Regions from separate parts of the Mus musculus genome. Here regions 1 and 3 are each linked to region 2. The links are chromatin contacts, called in public Hi-C and promoter capture Hi-C maps. All regions are on one chromosome and are shown on one strand. Each heading gives the region's core, a stretch centred on a gene start, on an enhancer-like site or on the middle of the called end of the contact. The rest is flanking DNA. Distances are from core to core; before and after follow the strand shown.

What was found. Promoter capture Hi-C pulls out the DNA fragments that hold promoters and counts their contacts. Hi-C and Micro-C count contacts between places; a contact is called where the count stands out from the background.
Region 1: a contact with region 2 is called in a promoter capture Hi-C map of second pharyngeal arch cranial neural crest. The contact joins the promoter of Nos1ap here to the promoter of Nuf2 in region 2. A contact is called at or near these places in 3 of 39 promoter capture datasets (cranial neural crest, hippocampal neurons and second pharyngeal arch cranial neural crest) and 1 of 115 datasets of contacts at active chromatin or transcription factors (large pre-B cells).
Region 3: a contact with region 2 is called in a Hi-C map of erythroblasts, with 5 times the contacts expected there. The contact joins the enhancer-like site here to the promoter of Nuf2 in region 2. A contact is called at or near these places in 11 of 39 promoter capture datasets (the 3T3-L1 cell line, 3T3-L1-derived adipocytes, the C10 cell line and 6 more), 4 of 484 Hi-C or Micro-C datasets (the G1E-ER4 cell line, erythroblasts and nephron progenitors) and 1 of 115 datasets of contacts at active chromatin or transcription factors (large pre-B cells).

Annotation. Positions count from the first base shown.
Region 1 is chr1:170,588,366-170,593,022 of GRCm38.p6, forward strand. It overlaps Nos1ap (nitric oxide synthase 1 (neuronal) adaptor protein), which reads right to left and starts at 1,484. Exons shown (of 10, transcript NM_001109985.2): 1 at 895-1,484. The coding sequence starts at 999.
Region 2 is chr1:169,529,838-169,533,840 of GRCm38.p6, forward strand. Nuf2 (NUF2, NDC80 kinetochore complex component) reads right to left here and starts at 1,627. Exons shown (of 15, transcript NM_001355159.1): 1 at 1,485-1,627. It overlaps Gm34624 (a long non-coding RNA gene), which reads left to right and starts at 1,740. Exons shown (of 3, transcript XR_373698.2): 1 at 1,740-2,260.
Region 3 is chr1:170,621,373-170,625,792 of GRCm38.p6, forward strand. No RefSeq gene overlaps it. Among named protein-coding and RNA genes, the nearest start is that of Olfml2b, 21 kb to the right of the region's middle. Within about 2 kb of position 1,774, at least 45 of the 459 cell types and tissues checked have an H3K27ac peak or open chromatin away from gene starts, as enhancers often do. A contact at or near this core is called in the G1E-ER4 cell line and erythroblasts, where this site is marked.

The DNA of each region.
Region 1 (4,657 bases), core at 234-2,733, 1.1 Mb after region 2:
AACAAGCACACTGTGCATGCTGAGCATCCCTGCGCGTTTCTTTCCTTAAGTTATAGGTAGGACTGGGCATCAGTCACGAGCAGAAGCCTTTTCCACTGAAAAGCACCATTCCGGGAAACTCCACTGCAGTCTTAGAAGCCAGAACTCCTTACACAGAGAGGTGCCTCATGGTCAGGTCACCGGGTTGCCTGTCTTATACACAACCACTGGTCCAGCGAGGTTTCCACTCCACCCCTCCCCCAAGGGTGGCTTTGGCCTTGACCCTGCAAATTCCAGTCTGGGCTAAATTCTTCATCAGCAACTGCTGAGATTTAACAGTGCACCACAAAACTAGAAAACAGGTTTCACCCCACTACTACACCAATGACTGACACATGCTAAAGTGTCCAAAAGCAGACATTTGGGAAGTAACTTTTAACACCTACACTCAACTACTTGGAATGAGTGTGTGTGTGTGTGTGTGTGTGTGTGTGTGTGTGTGTGTGTGTGTGTGTGTGAAATATACACATATATATATAACTTTTTTAAAAACCGGTCAGGAAACAAGCATTCTCCTTTTAAAACACCTCCAAAAGCACCTCTCTCATGGGAGGCCAGCAGGTAAATAACACCAGCGCTTCCTTAAAGCTTTCTAAAGAGCCAGACATGCAGGCTGCGCTGCTCAGCCTTCTCCGGGAAGTAACTCAATCCAGCCTTGGCGGGCGAGGATGGGGTGTCTGCAGGTAGGAGACGGGGAAGAGGCAGTACACCTCAAACTTTGCAGGTGCTCATTTTTAGCTGTTCTGGGCAAGAGCTGAGAAAGGCCTAGCCCACCTGCTCTGAGTCCAGGACCGCTGGCACCCCATTCCCCCAGACCTGCCCTCTCAGGGCACTGCCCTCCCGGTGGCCCCTCACCTTGGCCTCAAAAGAGATGCCGTGCTGGAAGGCGTCCTCGTTGTGCAAAGGGATCCGTAGATCGTGCCCATCGTCCACAAGGTTGTACTTGGTTTTGCTGGGCATGGTGACCCGCGGCGGACCCGCTGCTCCAAGGGGGCGGCGGTGGCGGCGACGAGAAAGAGCTGGCGAGACCCTGTGCAGAGAACAGTGGGGCCGGGCGAGGCGGCGGCGAGGACCCGGGTCGTGAGGTGGGCAGCCTGGGTGCCAGGAGGTGGCAGGGGTGAACCGGGAGCCGAGCCTCCCGAGGGCCGAGCGGCAGGGGCGGCGCGGATGCGGCTGGCGCGAGCAGCTCGGTGGCCGCGCTCTGACTACGGGGAGGCGGCCAGGCGGCCGGGCAGGCGGGAGCGAGCGGCGCGGAGCCCCGGACCGGGACGCCGAGCGAAGGGCGCACGGCCAGAAGCGGGACTAGACCGGGAGTCCGATCCCGAGCTCGGCGCGCACGGCCCGGGACGAGGAAGAAAGGCAGCGGCGGCGGTGGTGGCGGTGGCGGCGGAGCAGGGTGCCTGTCACGGAGACGCCGGATCGGCTGCCAGCCCGCGGCTCCTCCTGCGGGGCGGGCCTGGACCGACTCCTCCCGCGCGCTAGAGCCCCGCCCGCCGCCGCCGGGTCCGCCCCGCGCCCCGCGCCCCGCGCGCGCCCAGCAGGTGAAAGTCCCCGCAGCGCTGAGCCGAGACCCGGGAACTTCGCCCTGGCCAGACCGCAGGAGCGTGGCGATCCAGGCGCAGTCCGCTTAACTAGTAGTGGCGAAACGGCATCGCCTTGCATGTGTGTGTTTGTTTTGGTTTTGTTTGGGGAGCCCGAGAGAAGCGGTGTTAATATTGGGTTTTGTTTTCCCAAGAAGGCCAGAGATCTATCCCAGATACCCTCGGTCTGGACAGCATTAATTCAGAGATCCCCGCTTCTCCTCAGAATCAAGGCGAAAACCAAATAAGAGGGCTGTCTCCAGTGCTTTTTGTCCCTTTGGGTGTGTGGCTTGCATTTGGGGGCTCAGCAGGGTTTCTTTGCGAAGAATTTAAATATATAAAAGTCGTCAGCCTCGTAGAACTGGAGTAGGCTGCACTAGGGACAAGAAATTGCAGAATGTTCTTATGTCATTTATTAAAGTTTTTTAACTGGCTGGTGATAAGAAAGAAAGGAGAAAAGAAATAGGAAGGAAAAGAAAAGAAAAGAAAAGAAAAGAAAAGAAAAGAAAAGAAAAGAAAAGAAAAGAAAAGAAAAGAAAAGAAAAGAAAAGAAAAGAAAAGAAAAGAAAAGAAAAGAAAAGAAAAGAAAAGAAAAGGAAGAAAGAGAACGTTTCCAGAATTCTGTGAGGCTTCTTATTGAAGCAAGAAGGAACGTGCCAAAGCAGGATTTGAGACCTGAGTGTGTAAACCTCATAGATACAGGGTTGTGTAACAGTTTCCTTTGAAATTGAAACATTCTGTCCAGCGTCCAGCAGGGAAGGTCTTTAAACTGGAAGGTAAACAACTCCAAGAAGTTTCAGGAAGTCCCTGAAACTGGCCAGATCCACCAGGCCCCTCCCTGCCAGAGTATAAACAAGAAAATCAGAGAGGCTCAAGTAACTTGAAGCTGAGCTGCAAAAGCAGTCTCTCGGAGGAGATAAACTGCAAAGACTCAGACCAGACCTAGAAGCAGCAGAAACCAGCTAAGCTGCCAGGAAGAGGTTTAGATCAGATCAGAGTCACTTGGAAAGGACACTCTCCAACCTGTTGAGCTGCCTGTGGGCTTCGAAGTGTACTCCAGGTCCCCAGCTTTTGTGCGCTGTCACCAATACTGGTCTGGGCCTTGATGATGCAGCTGTCTTTGAGACATTTCTGGTCCTGTAGGTAGCCTCTCACCCATTGTCCTGTAAGTAACTGCAGTAAAACCCATAACCAAGTGGAACTTTGGTGGTATCCGTACTTTGGTCTGCAGTGAGTTTCCTACTGGGATGAATAGATGTTTGCTGTCTTCCCAAGAAAGGTTTGTCACACAACATTCAGATACAGAGGTAGCTGTACTCTACCTCTTCATAGAGCTCCAGACACCCCAATAGCAGCTAGCCCAGCTAGTGTCAAAGCTGAGATCCCCGAGACAAAAATTAGCAACTTTTGTTGTATAAATCTGTTGTGACTGCTGATATTGTTAGAAGAGACTCTGCCAGCCCACGTATAACAAACATGGCTCTGGCTGGCTTTACCCTTCTTCATTCCCTCCACCTTGCTAAAAACATTAGCTTACATTCCTAACACTATCCATCAAGGTCTATTCCCTTATTTGGTCACTTTTTCCTCCTGATGCTGACTACCAAGGTCCAACTGTCAATCAATGTATTGAAGTCCAACAATCAAAAGCCCCCTTTGACTCAGCTAATTAACATGCCCAATCAAAATTAAAAACCTCATCCTTACACAGCATTTCCCCTTCTACCTTAATAAACCACATTTGCCTTTATGACACATCTGTCTCCTCTCTATCCAGAGGCAGTTCTTTTTCTCCCCAAAATAAGTACCCCTCCTTTTCCTCCCTCCCCTTCCCCATGGTTCCGTCCCCTTTCTCCTCATCCTCTATCCCCTGTCTTTGTCTCTTATCTCTTGTCCTTTGTCTCTCTGGGACAAATGGATCTCCTCTGTGTTAAGAACTTGGTCTGGGGGGTGTCCTACACCAATACTGATCCCTACGTTGCTAACTGAACAAGATCTAGACTCTCCTAGGAGACAACCCTCTGCGCAGGTCTGTGAGGGAAGCTCTACGCTGGGTGACTGAGATTGGAAGATGTACCCTAAAGGTGTATGGCACCATTCCAGAGGCTGGGGTCCAGAACTGACTAGCCTTCCCCTCTCTCTGCTTGCTGACTGTGAATGTGATGTGAGCGATTGCCACATGCTTCTGCCACTGCGTGTTCCCCGCCATGACAGACTATGCTGGGGTGGTGAAGCAAAATAACTCCCTCCTTCCTTAAGTCTCACTTTGTCACAGATGGATCACAACAACAAGAAAACTAAGGAGTGCATCTGTTTTGTTCCATTTTGGCTTGGTTTAGGTATGGGTTTATTATCCCAGCCCTGGGGATTAAATCTACCACTACCCTCTTTAGTTTTTGTTTGAAAGCGATCTCACTAAATTGTCCAAGCTTGCCTTGAACCTGCAATTTTCCTGCCTCATCCTCCTCAGTGACAGAGATTACAGTCCTGCATTACCAAGCCAGGCCCAGAATAACCCAGCCTTTAATGCTGTGAACACATCCATCAAGCCACTCATAGACCTTTCTTTGTTGCATAGGCTACCTTTGACATCTCCATGAACCACCCTCAAGGAAATGGTTCTGTGTCATCTTGGCGATAAATTTATGCAAGCGAATACATTCTTGCCCTGATGATCTTTCTTATCTTGTCTCCTAGGGTGAGAGTACAGCTGCCCTTGGCTGGGCACGGCTGTTCCCTGTCTACCAGAATTCCTGCAAAGAGATAACATCTTTCTGGGATATCTCCCTAAATAAAAAAGCTACTCAGTGACTAGGACAGATTAATCACACACATTATTCTGCCCAGACTTCATTATATTCGTAAATATTAGTAAGAGCCAAAAATAATTTGCACGGAGGAAATGCACCAGTAACCTTTTTATAAATACAAGACCCAAAGCGGTAATCAGGCATATTTGACTCTTTGAATGTCACAGTGGTTTTAATATGCATCAGACACGCGCCTTATAAAACCTGGCATAGTAACTCAACAACTTA
Region 2 (4,003 bases), core at 377-2,876:
ATAATGCTCTCTTCTCAGAAGCAAATTGTGTTCATTTTAATAGTGCAATTTCAGTTCCAACTCCTGTGTGTGTGTGTGTGTGTGTGTGTGTTGCGTATACAGAGAAAGAGGCCATCTAACTATAAAGATACTATATACTTTATATACAGTAAAACAGCTCTCTGACATTTTAGTTCAAATAGGACAATTACCTCTAGGAGCTCCCATTTCTCCGTTATATGTAACACTTCAGTGCTAAGCACAACATAACTTACATTATATACAACTGGCTTTGCAATGCAAACTTAAGCAAGCAACTCCCAATTCTGAGGAACTAGATAAAGCATTCCTGGAAAATACGGGGAAGGCTTTGTGTTACACCCACGTAGATCCAGGTACATTCAGCTCCCTGACTTTTGGATTATGATATTTTCGCCTTTTGATAAATGGTTCTTGGTTTAATCCAGAGATGGTGGCGCAATGGAGATACATAAAAAATTGGCAAGCATTCAAACAAGTCACACTGACGCCATTCTTGTGGCTCATGCCCGTAAAGTCAGCACTTGAGAGATGGGAGGTGAGAGACTCCCAGGACTCATAGGAAGGGACCTTTGATGAAATGCCCGGCAGTAGGGAGAGGGAACTTATAGAGCCCACCTCCAGCAGAAAGACAGGACATCAAGTGAGGGATGGGGTTGCCATCCCACTGTCACACCTCTGACCCATAATTGTTTCTCTCTGAAAGAATTCCAGGGATGGAAATGGAGAGGAGCCTGTGAAAAAGAAGGTCCAGTGACAGGCCCAAAGTGGGATCCAGCTCAAGGGGCAGTCCCAAGGCCTGACACTACTACTGAGGCTATGAAGCGCTCACAAAAAGGGATCTAACATGACTGCCCTCCGAAAGACCCAACAAGCAGCTGAAAGAGTCAGATGCAGATATTTGCACCCAACCAATGGACAGAAGCAGCTGATCCCTGTTGTTGAATTAGGGATGGCTGAAAGAAGCTGAGGAGGACGATCCTGTAAGGGGACTAGCAATCTCAATTAATCTGGATCCCTGAGATCTCTCAAACACTGGACCACCAAACAGACAGCATACACCAGCAGATATGAGGCCCCCAACACACATAGAGGACTGCCGGGTCTGTGTTCATTCAGAGATGATACACCTAACCCTCAAGAGAGTGGAGGCCCCAGGGAGTTTAGAGATCAGGTGGGGTGGGGGCATCCATGTGGAGACAGGGTGGGGAGGGGAGGAGTTTGGGATGTGGATCAGTCGGAGGGTGGATGGGGAGGGGCGGGGAATGGAATATGAAGTGTAAAAAAATTGAATTACAAATAAAGTTAAATAAATAAATAAAAAAAGGCTAGTCTCAGGAATATAGGGGTTCGAGACCAACCTGGGATAGATGAGCCTGTCAAATCAACACACAAGTTAGTAAACCCAGATGCCCCGATCCTTGGCCTTGCACCCGGCCCTCCAACGCTCACCCGCTCAAACTCACCTGGAGGCCTAGCAGCTCACGGAAAAACAGTTAAAAACCGAGCGTCCAACCGAAAGCCGCTGACCGTTGTCATTTTTCAAACCGGCCGCCTTTTTTTGTGAGGCCGGCCCCTTTCCGCACAGCGCGCTTCCTTCGCGACGGATGCCGAGAAGGCTCAGAAGACCCACGGTGGGTGGGACTTGACGAGTTGCGCAGCGAGCCAGGCTCCAGATCAGCGGAATCATTCTTCAGGGTTATAGTTTCTAGCCGGAACCGCGATTCCGCCAGACCAGGAAGCGCAGCAGTTAGGGGGAGGAGTTCCGGGATGTGTTTACCGGGTTGTCCCAGACTGGAACTTTGCCTTCAGCGTACCTGATAGCGAGCAGGCAGACAGACGGTTTCTAGCCCCTTCTCTTAGGCTCAGAGAGTAACAGGCAATAGAGGATGTGTTGTTCCCAAATTAATCAAAGGCATTATAGAGAATCCAGGAGTAGTAGTAACAGTCTTACTGTTTGATAAGCATTGATGGGGTCAAATTTTGACCTCACTGGATATTTGTACACATCATTTCTCCTTAGGTCCATGAAAGCTTGAGGGCGGGGCAGCGAATGGATGGATAGACATTGTTAAGGACGTCCAATTTAAATCTTTAATTTACTCACTTTGAGGACTCAATATAGGATAATAAATCTAGAAGCATAAACGTACTGGAATATGATTCTACACTTGCCAAACATGAGCAAAACCACTAGTTCATCTCATCGGTGAGCCATTTCTGTGGCTTACTGACATTACAGGTAACAAAGAATATACAGAACTCTCTATTCACGGGTGTTTTAATATCCTTTGAGTACCTTTACTACTTGATTTTTTTAATAAATAGGTAAGATTTTAATTGTTATATTCTTGAGCCAATATTATAGAACATAGTTTCATATAAGTAGATGGAACATGGCTACACTGAAAATACAGTACAATTTAACATGGAGAATTCTGGCAACGTAGCTTTATATCCGGTTTATTCACTGGGCGGCGCTGCTGCATTGATTTTAACATTACTGAGAATTTCATTCCATTTCTTTCCAGTAATCAAAACTACAGAGATAAACATCGGACACAATGTTCTGGATTAAAAATTTTTTTTTTCTAAATTTATGGGCTTTAAAGTACATGTTTACAGTCCTGGCTTAAGAAGAAAAATAGCATTGAATTCAAGTAGTTGTCTGCATTTTATTTCTCTCTAATCATTCTTGTTAATCTGTTTGCCTCTTCAGTCACGTTCATCTTTAGGAAAGATTTTGGAAATTGAGCTATACATTTGAAATACTTTATGCAGTACTAGTCTGAAACTGTAAAATACCTAACATTCGCTGTTTGTGGTGAACTCTAAATAAATACAAGGAACCACAGACCTGGCATTGTGCTTTAACCCCTTAAAATACTTTCCTCAACGTGTACATGAAGTTATATTATTTTAATGTAGTTTATATAAACACCATTCTGAATCATCAGTCAAACATATTTAATATCATGAAAATACTTGCTCAGTGTTTTTATTAATTCAAATTTTATGTTCTAGTAAATTTCCAGTGTTGACTTTATGAGAGCCCGTGGTGTTAACAGTATTTCAAGGGAGCTGACAAGGATTTCTCAGAAAAATTTTAAAAGTAATGTACTCTTCAAACCATGGTTGTGCTTGCCTCTAATGTCAGTACTCCACAGGGAGAGGCAGGCAGATCTCTACGAGTTTGAGGCCAAGCCTGGTCTAGATAGTATTAGCCTGATCTTCATGGTGAGTTCCAAACCAGCCAGAGTTATATATAAGGAGACTCTGGAAACAAAAAAAGAATAAAACTTAATATATTCTATTTTTTGATAGAAAAGATATATAACTTCAATTTATTTGAATTTGTTACCATCTAAAAACATATTTTGAGTAAATAGACTTACATCACATTCTTCTTTCCCTTTTGTTCCCCAACTCCTCCAGGAGAGCCTCCCCCCATTCAAAACCTTCAATACCTTTCATTTGTTATCATATTCTTTAAAATTTATAAAATTTAAAAATGTTTTAAATTTTAACAAAATAATGAGCATTATCAAAGTTGTCTGATATAAAACAACAATCAATTGAACAGTCTTATGTAGATGTTTGTCTACAGCAATACTGAAAATACACGTGTTTTTCTCAATATAAATTTTAAGTAACTCCAAATATATTAACTGTATGATATTTAAAATAATATTTTAAATAATATATCACTTTTAGTTTTTTAAATGATCATAAATAGATGAAGTCTTTGTTTTTATTTAGTACAGCTGAAAATCTTGACTCTTACTGGGGTACACACACAAAATAAGAACAGTTTTTGGACATCGAAGTTCATTGTAATAAGGTTGTACTTGAATGACCCTCACATCACCAAAGAATTTTACCTCCATAGTAGCTAAGCCAAGAGTTGACAGTTCTGCTGCTCCAAGGAATGAATTGTAGACACGATTTTTGGATACAGGTATCCTGCTATGGTCAAAGCTATTTG
Region 3 (4,420 bases), core at 524-3,023, 1.1 Mb after region 2:
CCAAACTGCACTGAACTGAACTCAACTGAACTGCACTCACCGGACTTCCCTCAATCCCTGACTAACTCTGTGCTGCTCTTAAGTAGCCTCTCTTTCCTGCCTGTTCTCGGGAGAGTTGGAAGAATCCAATCTCTGATTCATTCTGTCAAATCTCTCTCTGATTCAGCACTTTGTCTGTCCTTCAATTATATGTCACTTTCGAACATGGCTGCTTCCTTCTACAAACTAACCTTACCTACACTTTTTAGGATTAAAGGTGAGTATTAAGGGCATGTGGAATTAAAGGTGAGTGATGTGTCTGTATGGATCATACAGACCTAGAATGTCTTTGGATGCAATTCCTTGCCAGAGGAGCCATGTTGCTGGATTAAATTCCTCTACATATTTCAGTGAGTAGAGTGCTTGCCTAACACTTACAAACCCCTAGGCTGGATCCCCAGATAAAGCACTATTACAAAAGATAACATAGAATCAAGCACTATCATTTAGCTTATCACCAGGACTCTCACAATTGTAAGTGCTAATGTGAGTGTGAACCCTAAAACCACAGAAGCCTTACACACTTCAGAATATCTTACACATGACCTTTGGGATATTTTCAGAATGAAAATACTAAGATTAAAAATTCTGGTGAAATCAAATGCCAGCAAAATTTCCTTTTCTTTCAGCTCTTATGATTTTATTTTTTTGTCGTAGAGTCTCACTATGTAGCCCAGGCTAAGCTCAAGCTCATAGCAATCCTGCTGCCTCAACCTCCTGAATGCTGGGATTACAAGTGTGAGACACCATGAGCAGCAATTTGGATCTTTCAACCTTAAAGCAAGAAGGGTTTCATGCCTGTTAGTTTAGCAGTTGGGAGGTAGATTGGAAGTTCATGATCACCTTCAACCACAAAGAGAATTCAAGGCCAGCCTGGGACACATAAGACAGTATCTCAAAAACAAAAACAAAAACAACCCAACTTTGTATCGCTGCAGTGTCTTTTTTCTGGTTGTTACTTTCAAGATTTTCTGTTTACTATTCTCTGATGTAGTTATCACATTCTTTTGTCTGGTGTGCATATGTATGTGTTCCTCTGCTGGGACTTCATTCAGCATCTCAGATCATTAGTTTTATGGTTTTCATCCACATGGAGAATTTTCAGTTATCTGAGATACTTCTCCTCCACAGCATGTGGCTCCAGCTCAGGGTATGCTTGGCTCCTGGCTATTATCCTGGGGCTCGCAGTGTTTGGGAAAATTCATTGGTTATTTTGTTGCCCTTCCTGAACCCCAAGTTCTTCCTCTGACAGAGATTTTAGACAGTCTTTATTGCTGCATTTTTAAGTTTATTCGCCATTTTGTCTATAGTACCTAGAATGTTGCTTAGTTATTTCTTTTTCATTTTTAAATGTTGTTCATAAAAAAAAAAAGGAAGTTACCTGACTCCTGAGGGGAAGGAAAAAAAGTAGAATTATTATATCACTAGAGCCTAAAGAACAACATTTAAAAATGAAAAAAAAAATTACTAAGTTTCCATCTGTAAGAGAACAAAATTACATATATTTAAAGGCCTTATTTTTTCCCCTCTGGAGTCAGATAACTTTCATTTTTTAAAACAGAGGTAAGTATATTAATGGAGAGAGAGAGAGAGAGAGAGAGAGAGAGAGAGAGAGAGAGAGAGAGAGAGAGAGAGGACAGGCAGACAACACATGCACACATGCACGCATGCACTAAAAATAGCTGCCTGGTTAGATGGCTTGCGTCAGAAACACTCTCTTATCTTGCCAACGGCAACTGCCCTGTTTGGGAAATGGAGTTGTTATCGCTCTGACCCTGACTTCTTGTGTTGCTCAGACATACAGCTGAGTGTGACGTGAGCTGTTACATCTTCACTTTTACCCTGGATGTTGGAGCCACATTTAGAAGCTCAGACCAAAGCAATGACCTTCCTGGTGGTCCAGCCCCTTCTCACTCCCCACCTCAGTACTGGGGCATTGAACCTAGAGCCTTTTTAAGCATAGCATGTGCTGCCAATTCAGCCATATTCCAGCCCCTACACTAAAATTTTAAGGTTTCCTTCATTGTTAAATGCTACACTATCTACTTTTTTTTTTCTGATTACCTGATTTCATCTCTATTGACTGGCTTTGCGTTGTTTGTTTTTTACTTTTGAGACAAGGTCTTATTCTGTAGCTCAGGGTGGCCTCAAACTCCCAAGTTCTGGGATTAGAGGTTTGGCCACCACATCTCAGACTAATGCTCCTTTTGATGATGAATCATAGATATTCTCTCTCTCTCCCCCTCCCTCTTCCTCCACCCTCCTCTCTGTGTTTAGTAATATTTTTGTTAGATGTGGAACATTCAGAATACTACATTGTGAGAGTATGCCAATAGCTTCCTCTAGCAATAGTCTAAACTTTGCTTTGTTTTTGAGACAGGATCTTACTTTGTAGCCCCCACTGGCCTGAAACTCACTATGTAGACCAGGCTGGCCTTGAACTCACAGAGATCTGCCTGACTCTGCCTCCCAAGTGCTTGCATGAAAGAACTGCATCACCTTAATTATCCTTTCCAGGGTAGCTAAATTCTTTGTATATCAGCTCAATCTGCTTGAGGCTGTTTTATTTAGCTTTTTATGGTGACCATTAAGACAGTTTCCCTCAGGGGCAGCATTTCTTGTCTCTCTCACCACCAGCCAATTATGACATCAACCAGTGTCCCGTAATTTACTCAGAGTTTGCATACAAATCTAGTTCAAGGCCTTTAGTTCTATAATCTTTTTTTGTTGTTTTGTTTTTGTTTTTTCCTAAATTTTTTTATTATTTAAATGCATTTTATACATCAATCATATTAATAATATTGAGTATTTTGAGAATCAAGTAATACATAAAAGATTTGTTCAACTTTTATATTCATATCCTTTCATACCCTAAAAATATCATTAATGAACATTTAACACTCTCCATAACTGAGGATCCTATATCTAATGTTGAAAACATTATCTAATTTGTTTCAAAACATACAAAATATTCCTTGGGAATTTAACATAGTAAAAGAGCATAAAATATTAAAAATGAAACATTAAGAAATATATTCAAAAGCCCTTATATGATACCACCTGACATAGTGAGCGAGTGTTTAAAACACATTATATACCTGTGTACATTGTCTAATAATCAGTTTACTTAAAAAAGATTATCAGTGTTTCTAGGAGAGAAATTATTTTATCAGTAAGTATATTTTAAAATTTCAAAATAGCAAAAACTCTTTGAAGTTAAACATTAAGAAAATGCTAATTTCAAGCACAGTGACAAAAATTATCAATAATATTTCCATGATGTTTGTAGAACATGATTTCAATATTTTCAACTGTTAATATTCAACAAACAGAATAATTATTTTAACATATATTTCTTTTTCATTTCTGATTTTATTAATTTGATTTAATTAATTTTCTGTCTCTGAGCCCTCTGGTTAGTCTGGCTAAGGGTTTATCTATCTTGTTGATTTTCTCAAAGAACCAGCTCCTGGTTTTATAGATTCTTTGTATAGTTCTTTTTGTTTCTACTTGGTTGATTTCAGCCCTGAGTTTGATTATTTCCTGCCTTCTACTCTTCTTGGGTGTATTTGCTTCTTTTTGTTCTAGAGCTTTCAGATGTGCTGTCAAGCTGCTAGTGTATGCTCTCTCCAGTTTCTTTTTGGAGGCACTCAGAGCTATGAGTTTTCCTCTTACCACTGCTTTCATTGTGTCCCATAAGTTTTGGTATGATGTATCTTCGTTTTCATTAAATTCTAAAAAGCCTTTAATTTATTTCTTTATTTCTTCCTTGACCAAGTTGTCATTGAGTAAGAGCGTTGTTAAGCTTCCATGTGTATGTGTGCTTTCCACTGTTTTTGTTGGTATTTAAGAACTACCTTAGTCCAAGGTGATCTGATAGGGTGCATGGGATTATTTCAATCTTCTTGTATCTGTTAAGGCCTGTTTTGTGACCGATTATATGGTCAATTTAATACCATGAAGAAGGTACCATGAGGTGCTGAGAAGAAGGTATATTCTTTTGCTTTAGAATGGAATTTCTATATATATCTGCTAGATCCATTTAGTTCATAACTTCCATTAGTTTTACTGTGTGTCTCTGTTTAGTTTCTGTTTCCATGCTCTGTCCATTGCTGAGAGTGGGGGTAGAAGTCTCTCACTATTATTGTATGGGATGCAATGTGTGCTTTAAGCTCTAGTAAATTTCTTTTATGAATGTGGGTGCCCTTGCATTTGGAGCTTAGATGTTCAGAATTGAGAGTTCATCTTGGTAGACTTTTCCTTTGACCAGTATGAAGTGACCTTCCTTGTCTTTTTTGATAACTTTAGGTTCGAAGTCCATTTTATTCGATATTAGAATGACTACTCCAGCTTGTTTCTTGGGATGGTTTGCTTGGAAAAT